Linked DNA regions of Mus musculus: region 2 is linked to region 1. Evidence: chromatin contacts called from public Hi-C data. All regions are on one chromosome and are shown on one strand. Each heading gives the region's core, a stretch centred on a gene start, on an enhancer-like site or on the middle of the called end of the contact. The rest is flanking DNA. Distances are from core to core; before and after follow the strand shown.

What was found. Hi-C and Micro-C count contacts between places; a contact is called where the count stands out from the background.
Region 2: a Hi-C map of cerebral cortex shows a contact between it and region 1, with 2.0 times the contacts expected there. The contact joins two enhancer-like sites. A contact is called at or near these places in 8 of 39 promoter capture datasets (the C10 cell line, the HPC-7 cell line, cranial neural crest and 4 more), 3 of 15 datasets of contacts at CTCF or cohesin (embryonic stem cells, large pre-B cells and pro-B cells), 33 of 484 Hi-C or Micro-C datasets (B cells, the BV-2 cell line, the C2C12 cell line and 20 more), 9 of 115 datasets of contacts at active chromatin or transcription factors (a beta-TC-6 cell line, craniofacial prominence, embryonic basal ganglia and 6 more) and 3 of 9 other capture datasets (adipose tissue, liver and pancreatic islet).

The regions. Positions count from the first base shown.
Region 1 is chr2:165,073,016-165,080,068 of GRCm38.p6, forward strand. 1700025C18Rik (RIKEN cDNA 1700025C18 gene) reads right to left here. Exons shown (of 3, transcript NR_033448.1): 3 at 5,678-6,042. Among named protein-coding and RNA genes, the nearest start is that of 1700025C18Rik, 14 kb to the right of the region's middle. Within about 2 kb of position 1,631, at least 22 of the 459 cell types and tissues checked have an H3K27ac peak or open chromatin away from gene starts, as enhancers often do. A contact at or near this core is called in cerebral cortex, where this site is marked.
Region 2 is chr2:165,252,520-165,259,517 of GRCm38.p6, forward strand. No RefSeq gene overlaps it. Among named protein-coding and RNA genes, the nearest start is that of Cdh22, 21 kb to the left of the region's middle. Within about 2 kb of position 4,687, at least 9 of the 459 cell types and tissues checked have an H3K27ac peak or open chromatin away from gene starts, as enhancers often do. A contact at or near this core is called in cerebral cortex, where this site is marked.

The DNA.
Region 1 (7,053 bases), core at 381-2,880:
AGGGTGGACATGCTGGGTTTGCTGTTAGGTTGAAAGAATTAGGATCTTTTCTGAGCTTAAGTAAGAGTGTCCCCAGACTGCTGTGTCTCCAGGGAGTTTTGCCTGTGTGCTCACAACCAGCAGCAAGCTTGCAAGGCTTCAGGTACACAGAAGCAGCCTTGCAGGGCAGGCAGGGTCGGTGTGCCTCGCTGTTTTGCAGGGGTGCAAATGGGTAAAAAGAGGTGGAGTGACTTGCCATCGGTGACACAGGGCTGTGCAGTGGCCCATGAACTCTCATCTCCAAGCTGCTCCAAGATCTGGCTCTCTGCTTTCCAGAACCTAGGCATGGTGGGCGACAGCTTTCAGGGAGATCCTGGGTCCCTCTCCTGCCCCACGACAACATCTCGGGATAAAAATAGACCATCCTGTTCTCTTTTCCTGCTGTGCCAACTGTAGGGGAGCCTAGCCAGGAGGAGCGGCAGATGGAGTGGGAGCAGAGGGGAGGGAAGGAAGGCCGGGGGACAAGGAGGGGAAGGAGGAGACGTGCCTGAAAGAGGGTTCCCGCAAGACTCCTACTGAGGTTTAACCCGTGGGTCTCAGGATGTTTGGATCCCACTGCTTAGAGGGTGGAGCTGGCAGTGGCTGGTCCTGATGGAAGCCGGGGATGCTGAGGGACGAGGGTGCAGCTGAAAGCCAAGAGAAGGACACCTGGCTTTGGCAGTCTTCCCAGAAGAGCTTCCAGGGCCATTTGGTGGCACCAGGTGGAAGCTTCAGTTTAGAAAGCAGAGGGAAGTATGACAGAGGGGGAGGAGAACTTTAGGGTCTAATACTCATCCCCTGCCTAGAGCCCAAATGTTGGTGGCGCTAACTTCCATGGCAGGGTGTGTGTGTGTGTGTGTGTGTGTGTGTGTGTGTGTGTGCGCGCGCGCGCGCGCGCGTGCGCGTACACATGCATGTGTGTTGGATAGAGGCAAAAGACTCATCTCCCACCTGTTACCTGAGTGATCTTGGGCCAGTCACTGCCACCTTTGCCTCTGTTAGAGGGCAGCTGTCACACCCTCGCGGCAGGTGCTGGTGGCGGTGGTGGCTTCCAGACTCTCCTCCAGGTTACAGGTTCTTGGATTTGAAGGAACAAAGTGACCAACTGTGAGGGTTGCCGAGAGACAGATTGCTGGGCCGCACCTCCCATGTTTCTGGCTCAGATCTGGGACCAGGACCAAGAATTTGCATTTCCAGCAAGTTCCCCAGGTGGTCCTGATACTGCAGGATCAGAGAACACACTCTGAGTACAGTTGCCCTTGGCTCACATTGCTGTGTAAGCAGTGGGTTTCCTGTTGGCTTTGGGATTAATGGTTGGGGCTTCCCCCATCCTGGATACTTTTGTGGCTGTGGTGGCTGCAGGCCAGGCTGGGAACAGCTAGGAGAGTGAGTGCCCAGGAGCACACACTATCAGTCCAGCTAATTGAGATAGTGTCTTATGCACGCCAGGCTGGCCTGAAACTCACCACACGGCAGAGGAGGGCAAGCTGACCCTCCAGTGCTGGGGTTATCAGCATGAGCCACCAGAAACAGTTCAGTGCAGTTCAAGGGACTAAACCTGAGGCTTTATGCATGTCAGGCAAACACTATGTCAGCTGAGCTGCCTCCTATCCCTGAGGGGTGACCACACCCCGTTTCCCTAGAGTGATGTAACCTCACACGCCCACAGCCTGCGCATGGTCCTGCTGCTTTTTGTCTGTCACTTTCTCGGTTCAACGTGTTCCCTGGCTCAACTCCCTGACTCACTGTCTGCTTCCATTCATGTCTCTGGTCGGCTTCTGGAAGTTTCTTCCGAAAGTCTGCAGAGCCAAGCATAGCAAAGTAACTTTTGTATCTTTTAGCATCCCTCCCAGAGGGAAGAGGTGGGCATGCTCTGGTTCTACAGCAGCTTAACATGAGCTGTCTGTGATGCCGGGAGTTCCCTACAGTATGGGCTTCTGCCACACATCCCTGATGAATGAATGACTGGTTTTCTAAGGATCCTTCCTGTCCAGCCTGAATGTTAAAGGGAGGACCAGCAGGTGTTGGGGTGGCAGAGATGGAGGGGTGCCTGTGATGCTGATAGTGGCCAGCAGGTGGCAGCAAGGTAACACTCTAAAGTCCTTGCTGGCTGCTTGACAGTCCTAGGTGATGATAGCTCTGCTTTGAGCTGGCTCTGCACAGGGCCCATGCTTTGGAAATGAGGCCTGTCCTCCTGCCTTCCTCACTCCTCAGTTCTGATTAGAACTTAACAGGCAGTCTCAGTCTGAACACTCATCTGAGGTGTGGGATCGTACTGCACCCATTTCACAGATGGGGCTTAGAGGCCAAACAACTTGTTCGGATTAGAGCTGAGATCTAGATCTAAGTTCGTTCCCATCAAGACTGGGACAAACGGGGGTCTGAGCTGGGCAACTAAGCGGTCGAGGATGTAGGTCTGGAGACTAGAAAAGATGAGGCCACCTGGGCCAAGATCCCTTCCCTGGGGCAAAGTCTATTGGCTCTTAAAGGTGCTTCTCAGGGGGGAATGAGAGGGTTCTGCGTTGTTTCCCAACACGCAAATGCAGCTAATTTTATAGTTTGAAGGTCTTGTTAATATGGAGGGTTTAGGATGGAAAGACAGGGAATCTCAATGTATTCAATCCTTTGCTTGGCGCGCGCACACACACACACACACACACACACACTATATATATATATATATATATATAGTCCTGACAGGAACATGAGCAGGTCAGGTAGCGTGTTCTAAGCACACCGTCTTCATCCTCTGCCATTCAGGAGGTTGGATGAAGCCCTAGGGGCTTTGGCTGAAGTTGTTACACAATGACCTGGGCCCAAGGCACTGCAACCCAAGACTTGGACACTGCTTTTGGGCAGCCCTACTAGGTACAACGTAGCCTGAGGTGGCCCTTCTCCAGGTGTGCGCACACAGATGCCCTCTCGCAGACTCAGGCTTGCAGTAGGTTCCTTGGGCAGCAGAAGTTATTAAAGGCTGTGCCCCGGAGGAGGATTGCTCTCCCCTGGAGTCAGCCGGGCATAGAAAATTACAAACCCACCCGCCGGGGTGGGGAGATGCAGTTTTAATTTAAAAAGGGGGTGGGGAATCGTGCTGCAGTTTGGGGTGGGGAGGTCCTTCCTGAAGGAGGCTTTTCTGAAACTAGTCGTGTGGTAAAATAAGAATTCTAGAAAGATCACCTGCTGGCAACCCAGCAGGTGTTGCCCCAGGGGCAGTGGGCTGGGTCTGTGCTTCCTCTTCAGCACCAGGCCTTCTGTCTCTTGCCCTGCGGATGTGTCGATCTGGGTCTGTCCGTCTGTCCAGCTAGCCCCTGCCTCCTCCTCACACCAGGCCTCCCTCCCACTTCCTTCAGGGACTGTCTGGCCCTCAATCCATCCTTCCCACTTCCTGCCCACCTCCTTCATCTCCAGCCCCTTCACCACACCCGGGTTCTCTCTCAAACAAGTGTTATTGTTTTGGCTAATTATAAAAGCCATACTCCAGAATCACACCCCCATCGGAGCGATGCACAGGGCCAGGAAAACAAGGCCACCTGTGCGCCTCCCACCATCCTGCCAATCATAAGGTACGGTCCTTTCAGAATTGCTTTCTGTGTGCCACAAATAGTTTTTAAACTTGAGATATTATTACATGCACTGTTTTGTAAGCAGCTTTCTTTGCTTAGCGGGATACACCAGATGTCTCTCCGTGCCAATAAATATATAGAGCCACAACATGGTTTTAATCGCTCCAGATTCCATTTGTATGGCAGGCTCCTGACTAGTTAGGGAGCCCTGATATTGCTGGACTAGAAGCATACTCTCTTCTGGTCTTCCTCTGGATCTTCCTGAGGCTCTCTCTCTCTCTCTCTCTCTCTCTCTCCATCATCCATTTTCTTTCCATCCACTCCCTCTACTACTTTCCTGCCTCCATCCTTGACTTCTCTGGCCCCGGTTGTTCTCTTTGAGCTCTCTGCACCCCGCCGAGGGCTGAGGGGGTCGTCTGTGTTTAACACCCGCTCCCCTGTGTCAGACGTGTGCGCGTCTCATTAGCTAGCCTGTCCCCCCAAGTGAGGCAGGCAGGAGCCACTGTAGCAGCAAGAGGCCTAATTGAATGTAACTAATTATTCACTCCCTTAAATGGGCCTGGGAGGGACGGAATTACTCACTCCGAACTGGGGAGACAGGGAACTGGCCGGCTGGCAAACAAATCCTGGGGCCTGCAGAGAGGCCTCTCCTCGGAATACTAATTAGGGCAGGAGTGATGAAGGCAGGCAGGAAGGCAGAGACGCCTCTTCTGGGTTCTGCCTTGAGTAGGATTTCAGGGGTCTGGAGGGGAAGGGATGCCGGTATGGAGGATCGCAGGACAGCGTTACTGTGTGAGTGGATGGAGCCTGGGCTGGGCGTGGGCTAAGTGTGTGGAACTGAGGGGGAGTGAGTGGGGCAGAGGTGCTGTTGGTACCAGGAGAGCCAGTTGACTAGGAAGATGCCTCTCTGGTCCCCATGGCTGCCAAGTGCAGGCTCTGTACTCAAGGCCAGAAGTCTGCAATACTGGAGAGCTCTAATATCTGGAGGACGCGGTCATCCCACTAGGGTCAAGCTGGGGGCTCAGTTCTGGGTAGCTGCAGCTTGGCCCTAGAATTGTCCTGGGTGAAGACTTGACCACCCCGTTGGGATCTCTGCTCTGACACATGGGCCCGTGGGGTCCAAGCTCTCAGCTAACACACACCCAATAACCTCCACTCTGCTCTGACTTGGGACTGTAAAGAGCAACCTCACAGGGAGTCGGGGAGGTGGGACCTCAAACCTGAGGGGCTCTGGGCTACATTCCTTTGAGCTGCGCTTGGAGGGCACCAGGGACTGCCCAGATATGGAAAAGAGATGAATCAGGCTTGGGGAGGGGGTTACAGACTAGAGAGGGGGTAAGGGGGTTTTGTGTGTGATTGGTTCAGTAACTGTGACTCCAGAGGCCAGTTTGCCCCAGAAGCATCTTCTACATTACCTCAATCAGTCTTATCAGCCATCCTTTGACTATGTGTGGTTATCCTGGGAGAGTCAGGTCAGTTCAGAGAGGTTGAGCAAGTGACCCCAGGTCCCGCAGAAGTGGGTGTGTACCATTTCAAGATTTAGCAGAGACCCAATCTCTCTATTCTTCTGATGCTGCTACACTTCTGGGATTGAGCCTGTCATCGCTTCTCCAGCAGGTGTTAATGTGAGTGGGCTGGCATTCTGTGTGTGCGTAGTGGTTAGATGGCCGCCTGTGTGTCTGCCTGTGGGTTTGTGTGCGTACGTATGTTTCCTCCTGAAACGAGCTGGCTGTCCACAAATCCCCTATTCTAGTGCAGCAGGATGCCTCCCACTGACTGTCTAGAGGAGAATCGAAGAGCTGCCCTGTCCAGTGCCCATTCAGTCCATGGCTCCCTCTCCTGTGTCTGGGGGCTGAGGAGGGGCAGGAAGGTGTGCCCTGCCAGCCAAGTGACAAGAAGCCCAGGTTAGTTAGTAACAGAGGTGACCACCACCACTGGGCTTTAGGGCAGGGGGGTCCTCCTCTCGTCTCAGCATTCCAGCTGCTCCTGCCCCCAGTGCGAGTGGCAGGGAGAGAGGGAGATGGACTGTTGCCTCATCACCCCTCCCCCGTCGAGTAGGGCGTCATGTGAGCTTCACAGAGGGACAGCAGATTTATGAGCCTGATGTTGATTCTGTCACCTTGCTGGCCAATCCATCTTTCTGGAGCCAGGGATAAAATGAAATTATCGTGAAATAAATCCATGCAGATGGTGGAGGGACAGGCAGGCGGGCCAGCAGGGGGCGGGCAGCGGAGGAAGCTGGGATCTAGGTGGAAGGCACCCCTGCCACTCCACTGAGTTCAGAGAAGGAACTTGGCTGTAACCCTCCCTCGGAGGTCAGGGTTTGGGACAGATCTGTGCCTTGGTCTTCAACTTTCTCTGGAGCCGCTGGAGTTAATAGGGCTGTCATCTCAAGGGTTCGAAATAAGACCACTGGGCTTCTGATGGAGTCCCGAGTCACTCGCGTGTCCTGGCAGAGCTCCTGTGGACCAGGAGAAAGAAGTTAGAAAGGGGACAGAGCCAGAACTGGGTTCCTGTGTGATGTCTATCTGTAACTGTTCCGTATGATCACGGCCACCAGTTAATTAGTGATCAATGGCCTACAGGGAAGTGAGAGGGCGGGTGGCTGTGGTGGAGTGTGGTTCTTGGAGATCCCAGCTGGGTTTAGTGTTAATTCTTCAGTTTCTGGCTCTCAGATGCCATTGTGTGGCTGCACAGAGCACAGTAGGCACAACTGAGTCCCAGTCTTGGGGCAGGGGAAGGCTTGAGGCAGTATGTGCCAAAGCCCCGCCCCTCCCCCTTGCTGGTCCCTGAAGACTGGCTTTAGGCTACTGAGTCAGAGAGTGGTCTAGAGCTGAAGCCCTCAGTTCACTTGTGGGGCCCAGAGCACTGAGCCTGTCTGTCTGACCTTCTACCCACAGTTCCTAGGGGACCCCTTCTCCCAGAAGCTGGAAGCCAGTTGGGATACATCACTCATCTTCCCAAGCAAGACCATCCCATAGAGAAGCAGTGAGGTATCTCAGGCGGGCGCGGCAGCATCACTGGGTGGGGTGCCCTCCCCACCTCCACTGCTGGCCTCAGGAGGTCACTGTGGCATTAGGGGTGATAGGGACTGGATCATTAGTACCCACTGCAACTGAAGGCTGGGGGGCGGGGGGGGTTTGATATCTGAGTGCAGCCCCTGGCTTACTGGGTCAGGGTGGGAGCCAGACTTGGAAGCTCTGCAAATAAGATTTTCTGTGTTATCTGTTCCTGTCCAGGCCCAGGGCCTTGGGTATCAACCGACTCATCCGAGGAGCTGAGAGGAGGGAGAGGAGGACTGAGGCCCTGGCTATGGTTTAGCATCTGCTAGAACGTGTGTGTGTGTGTGTGTGTGTGTGTGTGTGTGCATGTGTGCTTATATTTGAGTGTGTACATGTATTTGTGCATGTATGTATTTTCTGTGTGCCTGTGTATGTTTGTCTGTCTGTGTTTATGTGTATGTATGTATGTA
Region 2 (6,998 bases), core at 3,437-5,936, 180 kb after region 1:
GCTTACAACTGGACACCAGTTCCCAGCCTCTCCCATCTGCCACCTGGACAGCAAAGCCGGGCAGGTGCCAGGGGCTGGAAGCCAGCCACATAGTTGTGCACTGAACCATGGAGGATGCAGACCTGGAGGGGTCCGGCCACTTTGGAAGGACAGGTTAAGCAGTTGTCTCCGGCTGGCCCCGTGGGCTTAAGGAGAGGCTGTGGTGGTGGCAGAGGGGTTACACAAGGCTGGTCCTCTGTTGCTCTCTGCTTGAAATTGATAGCCCGTACCAAAGGGCAGAAGTGTCACCTCTCAATAAGATGAAATCTATGTCTCCAGCTCATGGAGACGACAGGAAGATTTATCAAAGTCCTGGCAAAATTAACATCTGGGACGGGGGACGCATGGCAAGAGCAGCCTCCAGAGGGGGGCTCTCTGCAGTGAGTCTGGACAGTTCCACCATCAGTGGACGATGGCAAAGAGGGAGAGGGAGAGGGAGAGGGCTGTCAGCCAGCCGGTCAGCTGGTCCTGGAGGGGAGGAATACCCAGATAGACAGAAACGGACGTCCAGGACAAAAGGAGGCTGGAAGAAGAGATGGTGAGGGGCAGGGAAGCAGCAAGAGACTTCGGGCTGAGAGCTGACCCCGCCACTCTTTGTTCTGACTGTGGGCCTCAGTTTCCCCATCTGAAGGGTGAGAACATTCTCTATGCTTAATTGAGTTCTTGAAGCAGACCTGCTCCCACGGGAAACTCCAACCTTGGGACACTGGTAAGAATCTGTCCATAGAAAGAAGTGCTTTCTTGTGCTTTCTTCATAGTTCGGGCAGCACAGTAGCCCAGCATGCGGAACCATTACCATCTCTCCCTTTACTCGAATCCAACTCCGACTCTGAGAAGCAAGAGCACCTACCAGGGCCCCACGGGCGGGCTGGGCTCCTGTGGAAATTTAAATCTGGGGCTGCTGGCTGTCATATGTCTTGACTTCTTGCCCTGGCTCCCAACCACACCCCAACCCGGGGCCAAGTCTGGGTACAAATGAATTTTAAAAACTGGGACTGTAGACACCTTACAGATCTGAAATGCTAACCGTGAGTATTTTCTTGACTAGGCCTTAGCATATTCACTGGGCTGTAAGAATCAGAGGACCTGGGGTGTGGTACTAAACCTAGAGAGGGCTCGGCCATGAGGAGGACCTGAGGAAGGAGGCATTGCTATATTATCACCAACTGAGACCAGAGAATATGGGATCCAGGCTGGAGAAAGGCTCAAGCAAGGCCACTCTACAAGTAGGATTTTGGGAAGAGCTGTCACCTAAGTGTTTGGTTTCAGGGACCACAGCCACTCACAACGGTCCCAGCCTAGGTCCTTGAGCCTCCCCTCCCCCAGCAGGCTGCCCCTCCTTTGCCCAGGAGCGAAGAGGCCCAAATCCAATTAGCCTGGGAGCCGACTGCAGAACGTCGCCCCTTTAATATTGCCAGAGAAGCTGCAGAGATAACTGGCAAATTAGAATTCTGCTGGGGTCCCCGGGACCGGCCTGCCAGCCTGCCCTGAGCAGAGGCTGCGCAGTTCTCATCCGGACCGGCAGAGCTGTCTTGAGCCCTAAGGGAGGGGCTGTCTCTGAGAAGCCTACTCCAGCCTAGGCCTCGCCATCCTTCCAGCCTCCACCCCCTCCTGCACCCTTCTGGCCCACACAGCAGTAACCTCTTCCCTTTGGAGACCCTTTCTGCCTCCTTCCAAAGCCTTCAATCTGAGGAGAGGCTGGGGGGCTGTGAAGGTGCCCCAGCCAGGGTGTCAGCCTCAGTTTTGCCTAGCTGTTTCCCTCCTTGCTTGCCCCTCTCTGTTCACGTAATCGGACCCTCCCCTACTGATCATGGTCCAGGAAAGAGGTGGGGCTGTGGACTGCCGGGTCCTAGGGCATCTAAAGTGCTCTTGAGGGTTCACCTCAGGGGTTGCTTCTGAGACCCTGGAGCCAGTGCGCAGTTAGACACCTAAGCCTCCCTACCCTCTTGGGGGATGGGCTTCCAGACCAAGTCCCTGGCTACCCCAGCACTTCTTTGCCACCTTCTACCATTCCTTGTCTTGCTCCGGGCTCAGAGCAGTGGGGGAAGAAATCCACAGGACCTGAACACCCCACCTATAACTCTGAAAAGTAGGTGGGTTCCTGTGGTCCTCCAGCCCTGCCCGAGTCTCCCCAGCTCCCTCCCTCGGGGGACTGGCTGCTGCTGGGAAAGTTAATCCATTACAGTTTAAAGGCTCCACTCCTCGCTGGCAGTAAATTACCTGCTTTGCATTTCGCAGCAACAACTTAACGGTATTAATTTATTGTGCTCTGTCTTTAACAAACATCATTATCATATTGCCAGCCAGGATTATGCAAATGGGAGGGACAAGGGAGAAAGAGGCCCGATTCTTGTCCCCAAAGTCACCTTGATTTATTAACTTTGGGGCTCCGCAATTGGCCAGGTCTGGGAGCACAGGTGAGCTGGAAGCTAGGAAAATCAGTTGGAAGAGAGCTTGAGGCCAGTAAGGACTGTCAGGAAGACCTCCTGGAGTGTAGAACTGGCTGGCTTGAGGGGGAGCCCCGTGACACACTGGGCTAGTCTATTCTTATTCATCTGTAAAATGGCTTGATTAAGGCCTATAGCATGTGCTGAGAATGTAGCTCAGTGGGTAGAGCACTTGCCTGGCATGCATACAGTTGTGGGTTCAAGACCAGAAGCCAGCAGGTATGGTGGCAATGCCTATAACTCTATTTTTGCTCAGGCAGTATAAGGGAAGATCAGAAGTTCAAGGTCACCTACAGAGTTTGAGGACAGCCTGGAATCTGTAAGATCCTGTCTCAAAAAAAATCACGGTTTATCATGTTTGAAGTTGAGATTCAGCAATACATTTTAGGTAGGTATGGTGGAGTACGCTGCCAGTCCTAGCCCTCAGCAACTGGAGACAGGAGACTGCTTTGAGTTGGAGGTTACCCTGGGCTACACAGTAAGACCCTGCTTCAAAAAAATTTTTTTTAATTTTTTTAGTTGTGTGTGTGCACGGTGTATCTGTGAACAAATGAAGGCATGCCACAGTGTGTATGTCATCAGAGGATAATTTATAGAGTTGGTTTTCTCCTTCCATCTTTATGCCAGGCTTACCCACTGGTTCATCTTACCAGTCCTCACAAAGTATCTTTTCCATTCACCCTAAAGAGAGGGTGAGGGGGTTGAAAGAGAATAGGCTGATGGAGAATGGAGTCTTGTGATCCTGGGCTAACCTGGGCTAAAGTTCCTTGTGCTGGGCACCCTGGCTTCTGTGGCTGCTGTTTCCAGGCTGTCTGGATTAGTCTATGTATGGTGGACATACGTGCAGAGATGAGGAAACTGGGCCCTCAGAAGAGGGGAACTGAGAGGAGAGACTCCTGCCTAGATATAGCCTGCTAGTTAGTGAGAGGCTCTCAGATGGTCAAGCTGCAGACAGAGGTGCTAGTTGATAAGGGGCAGCTAGGCTGCAGGGGTGGGACAGGTACCTGCTTTGTCATAAGTCTGGGCACTGAGCTGGGCTACAGCTACGGAGGACTTTCCCCCAGGCCTTCCTCTGTTACAGTGTCTGCAGCTCTTGCTGAGGTCCTGGACTCTAAGCTGTGCCCTGGGCTCCAGGTTGGCCTGCCTGGGAGCCTGAAGTGAGCACCAGAGACCAGAAAATCAGACCTCCATAAGCACCTGCTGCCCAGACCCTGCCCACCTCCTGTCTCTAGCTCCTGGCTTTCATAGTGAGAGCTTGCCGGATTATACAGCTGCCTGTCCCTGGCCACCACAGCCCATTCCCCGACCACCTGCAGCCTCGCTCTGCCAGGAACTCACTGCAGCTTCTTCCTAGCACTGGTGGGCTCCAGCCCAGGGATCTGCCCCGGCCATCAGGGCCTTTCCCTGGGCCCTGCCGAGGCGCCAAGGTGGAGGCTGGACAGGGGCCAGAAGATAGAGGGCACAACCTGGCCCATGAAACTTGGGCCTGATGGACATGGAGTGTGGAGGCAACCCGCAGAGACATCGGCAGCCGTCTCTGTCCCCTCATCCCTGTCTTGTCTCCACCCTCGGGGTCCAGCTGACCTCCAGCCTCTGCCCCCATCTGGACTACCTGTTTCTCCTACCTCCCTCTCTTGGTCTCATCCAGCGGAGACCCAGTCGCAGAGGGAAGGGGCAAGAGAGAGGCAGCCATGGGGGGGGAAGCAATTCAATTTCCAATGTTGGACCTGGCAGTTCAGGCTGGGCCGTGATAAGAAAGCCATTTCCTGTGATGGGCTTCTAATCCAAGCTGCTTTTGCATTCTGAGGCTCCCTCCTCCCACTGCTTCGCATGCCATCTCTGGAAGAGCCCTCTACTCCTAGTGAAACTTACTGAGCTAAGGATCCATGACTGGACAAAGGCCAGGGGACAGAGGACACAGACTCAGGGGAAACAGAGTTGTCAGTGACAGCAGATGATCGCTAGGACTGAGATATATATATATATATATATTTCACTGTCAGACAGAACGGTAAGCTCATTCAAGCCTCCGCTAGCCCCTGAGATAAGCAGGGTCATCCCCATCTTGCAGATGGGAAGAGAGAGTCTGGAAATACATGGGGAAGCGGGGAAGCTGTGGAAGGAGAGTGGGAAGATGACAAGAACCAGGAAAGGGGTGGGGGAGGACAGGGATGCCGCAGCCTCTTCTCCCTTCTAGGCAAGGAGAGGAGGCAGAGGGAGCTCTCGCTCACATTGGCTGCTTCCTGTCAGCTGGATCCTCTGGAGAATGTAAGAGAGGGGCGAGGGTTTCATCCCCGGACTGCAGACCACTGCGTGGCATTGGCAGCATCTTGCTGGCAGCTGGCCAGGTGTCCTATGTGTGGAGAAGCTAAGGCAATTTCAGAGACATGTGGACCAGTGACTCAGGTGGCCCTGGGAGGGGTCCTCCTTCATGAAGGACAGGTGGCTGTGTAGACCCTGAATCCTCTTTGTCTCCCTCTGTACCCCACTCCATCACTGACCCCCCACCAGGGAGAGATAACATTTTCCGAGACTGGTAGAGTCCTTTATTCTTCCTCCACCTGGCCCTCACTGGTCCCAATTTAGATGGGAGATGGATGGCAGGCTGCGGGAGGCTCACTGTGACAGCTGGTGGCTGTACAGGGCCGTGGGTGGTGTCGAGTGGGGACTTGCGTTAGCAAGCAAGCTAATCTCATTTGGTTGTTGCAACCGATACCACCAGGGCTGCATGTTAAGTGGCCAGAGGCAGTGGCAGGCCCCAGGCAGGCCCAGAAGAGGGACTAGGCCTCTGGATAGAGCAGTGGTTCTCCAGCTTCCTAATGCTGCAGCCCTCTACCACAGTTCCTCAAGTGGTGGTGACCCCAACCCCCAAATTATTTGCTACTTCATAACTGTAATTTTACTACTATTACGAATCATGATATAGAATTTGTGTTTTCCCATGGCCTTAGGCAACCCCTGTAAAAGCCTCATTCAACCTCAAAGGGGGGGCGACTCTTTGGTATAGAGGGAGACAGGCCAAGCTAGCCTTTGACTTCTTGGCCCTTGAGCATGAACCTCTGGACAGGAGGCATCTGAAGAGCTATCCTCCCCCAGTGTATTGGCAGAACTGCAAAGTAGAGGGACCCTGGTGGGGAAGGGCCAGGGAAGGGTCTGGAAGACCTGGTTTTGAGACCCCTTCCCATCATCCCACTTCTCAGAACCTCCATTTGGAGGGAGAGGGGACCGGAAGGCACCCCAGACAATATTAAAAGAAGACTGGAAGCTTTGTGAACGAGTCTGAAGACATCTTTCACTCAGAGGGGAGGGAAAGGTGTGCCAGGGATACAGTTCCTGGGGTAGGAGGGAGCCAGGCCAGGAGCTGGCCACACCCTGGGCCTCTGGATGCATCCACACTCCCACGGAAGGCACATGGAGAGCTGTTCATGCTGAGGGAGATCGGGAGTCACAGAGAGCCGGGCCCTTGGGCCGGGAGCTGGCCTGAACTCACATCACCACAGGAACAGGAGCTGAAGCCAGAGCCTACAAGGCACAGCAGATAATCACAGCTGTCGCCTAGGTTACTTGATGGCAGCTGCCAAGCCCCTGCAGCAGGTGACTTAGTTATCTTTGCTCAAGCTCTCAGCTCAGGTGTAGCACACCATGTCTACCCCTTTCTGAGGGACTGGGAGCCAGGCACCAAACCACGACACTGTAATCCAGTTTCCTCCCCTGTGCCAAGGGTCTGACCCACTGCTAGGCAAGGAGAGCCCCATTTTCACATGGCGTCAGTCTGAAGGCACCTCTCAAATGCTGGAGACACCACAGTGCTCCACCATTGCAGTCTCTTGGGCCTTCAGAGACCCCCTCCGCTCACTGATGTGTAATGGTAGGCAGTTATTTTTACCTCTCTGAACCTTGGATTCCATAACGTGGGAATAAGAATACTTGGGAGCCTGAGGGTTAGCTCAGTTGGCAGAGTGCCTGGCTAGTGTGCACAAAGCCCTGGGCTCAACTTCTCGTCCCAAGGAAACCAGCCACAGTGACAATCCCACTAGTCCGGAGGTGGAGGCAGGAGGATGACAATCTAGTACTCCAGAGGTGGAGACAGGAGGATCAGAGGTTCAAGTTCATCTTTGGCTACAGACTGGGACACACGAGCCCTTGTCTCAAAAAGGAAGACGCAAGATGGGTGTGGTAGTGTATGCCTTTAACTCAGCACTCTGCAGGCAGATGAATATCTGTGAATTTGAGGCCAGCCTGGTTTACAGAGTAAATTCCATGGGGCTACACACTGAGATCCTGTCTCAAAAATAAACAAATAAATCATTTAAAAGAGAAAATGAAAGAAAGACAGAGGGGGATGAAGAAAAGAATAAAAAGGGTGCACCCACGGAAATGGCGATCTGCAGCAGGGGTTCACCCTGTGCACTGTTTGAACTTTCAGGGGGCAGTGACTGGGGACCAGCGAAAGGCATGGGTTGGACTAAGGTTTCAACAGCCTGCCTGTAGGGAGCCAGAGAGGCCAATCTT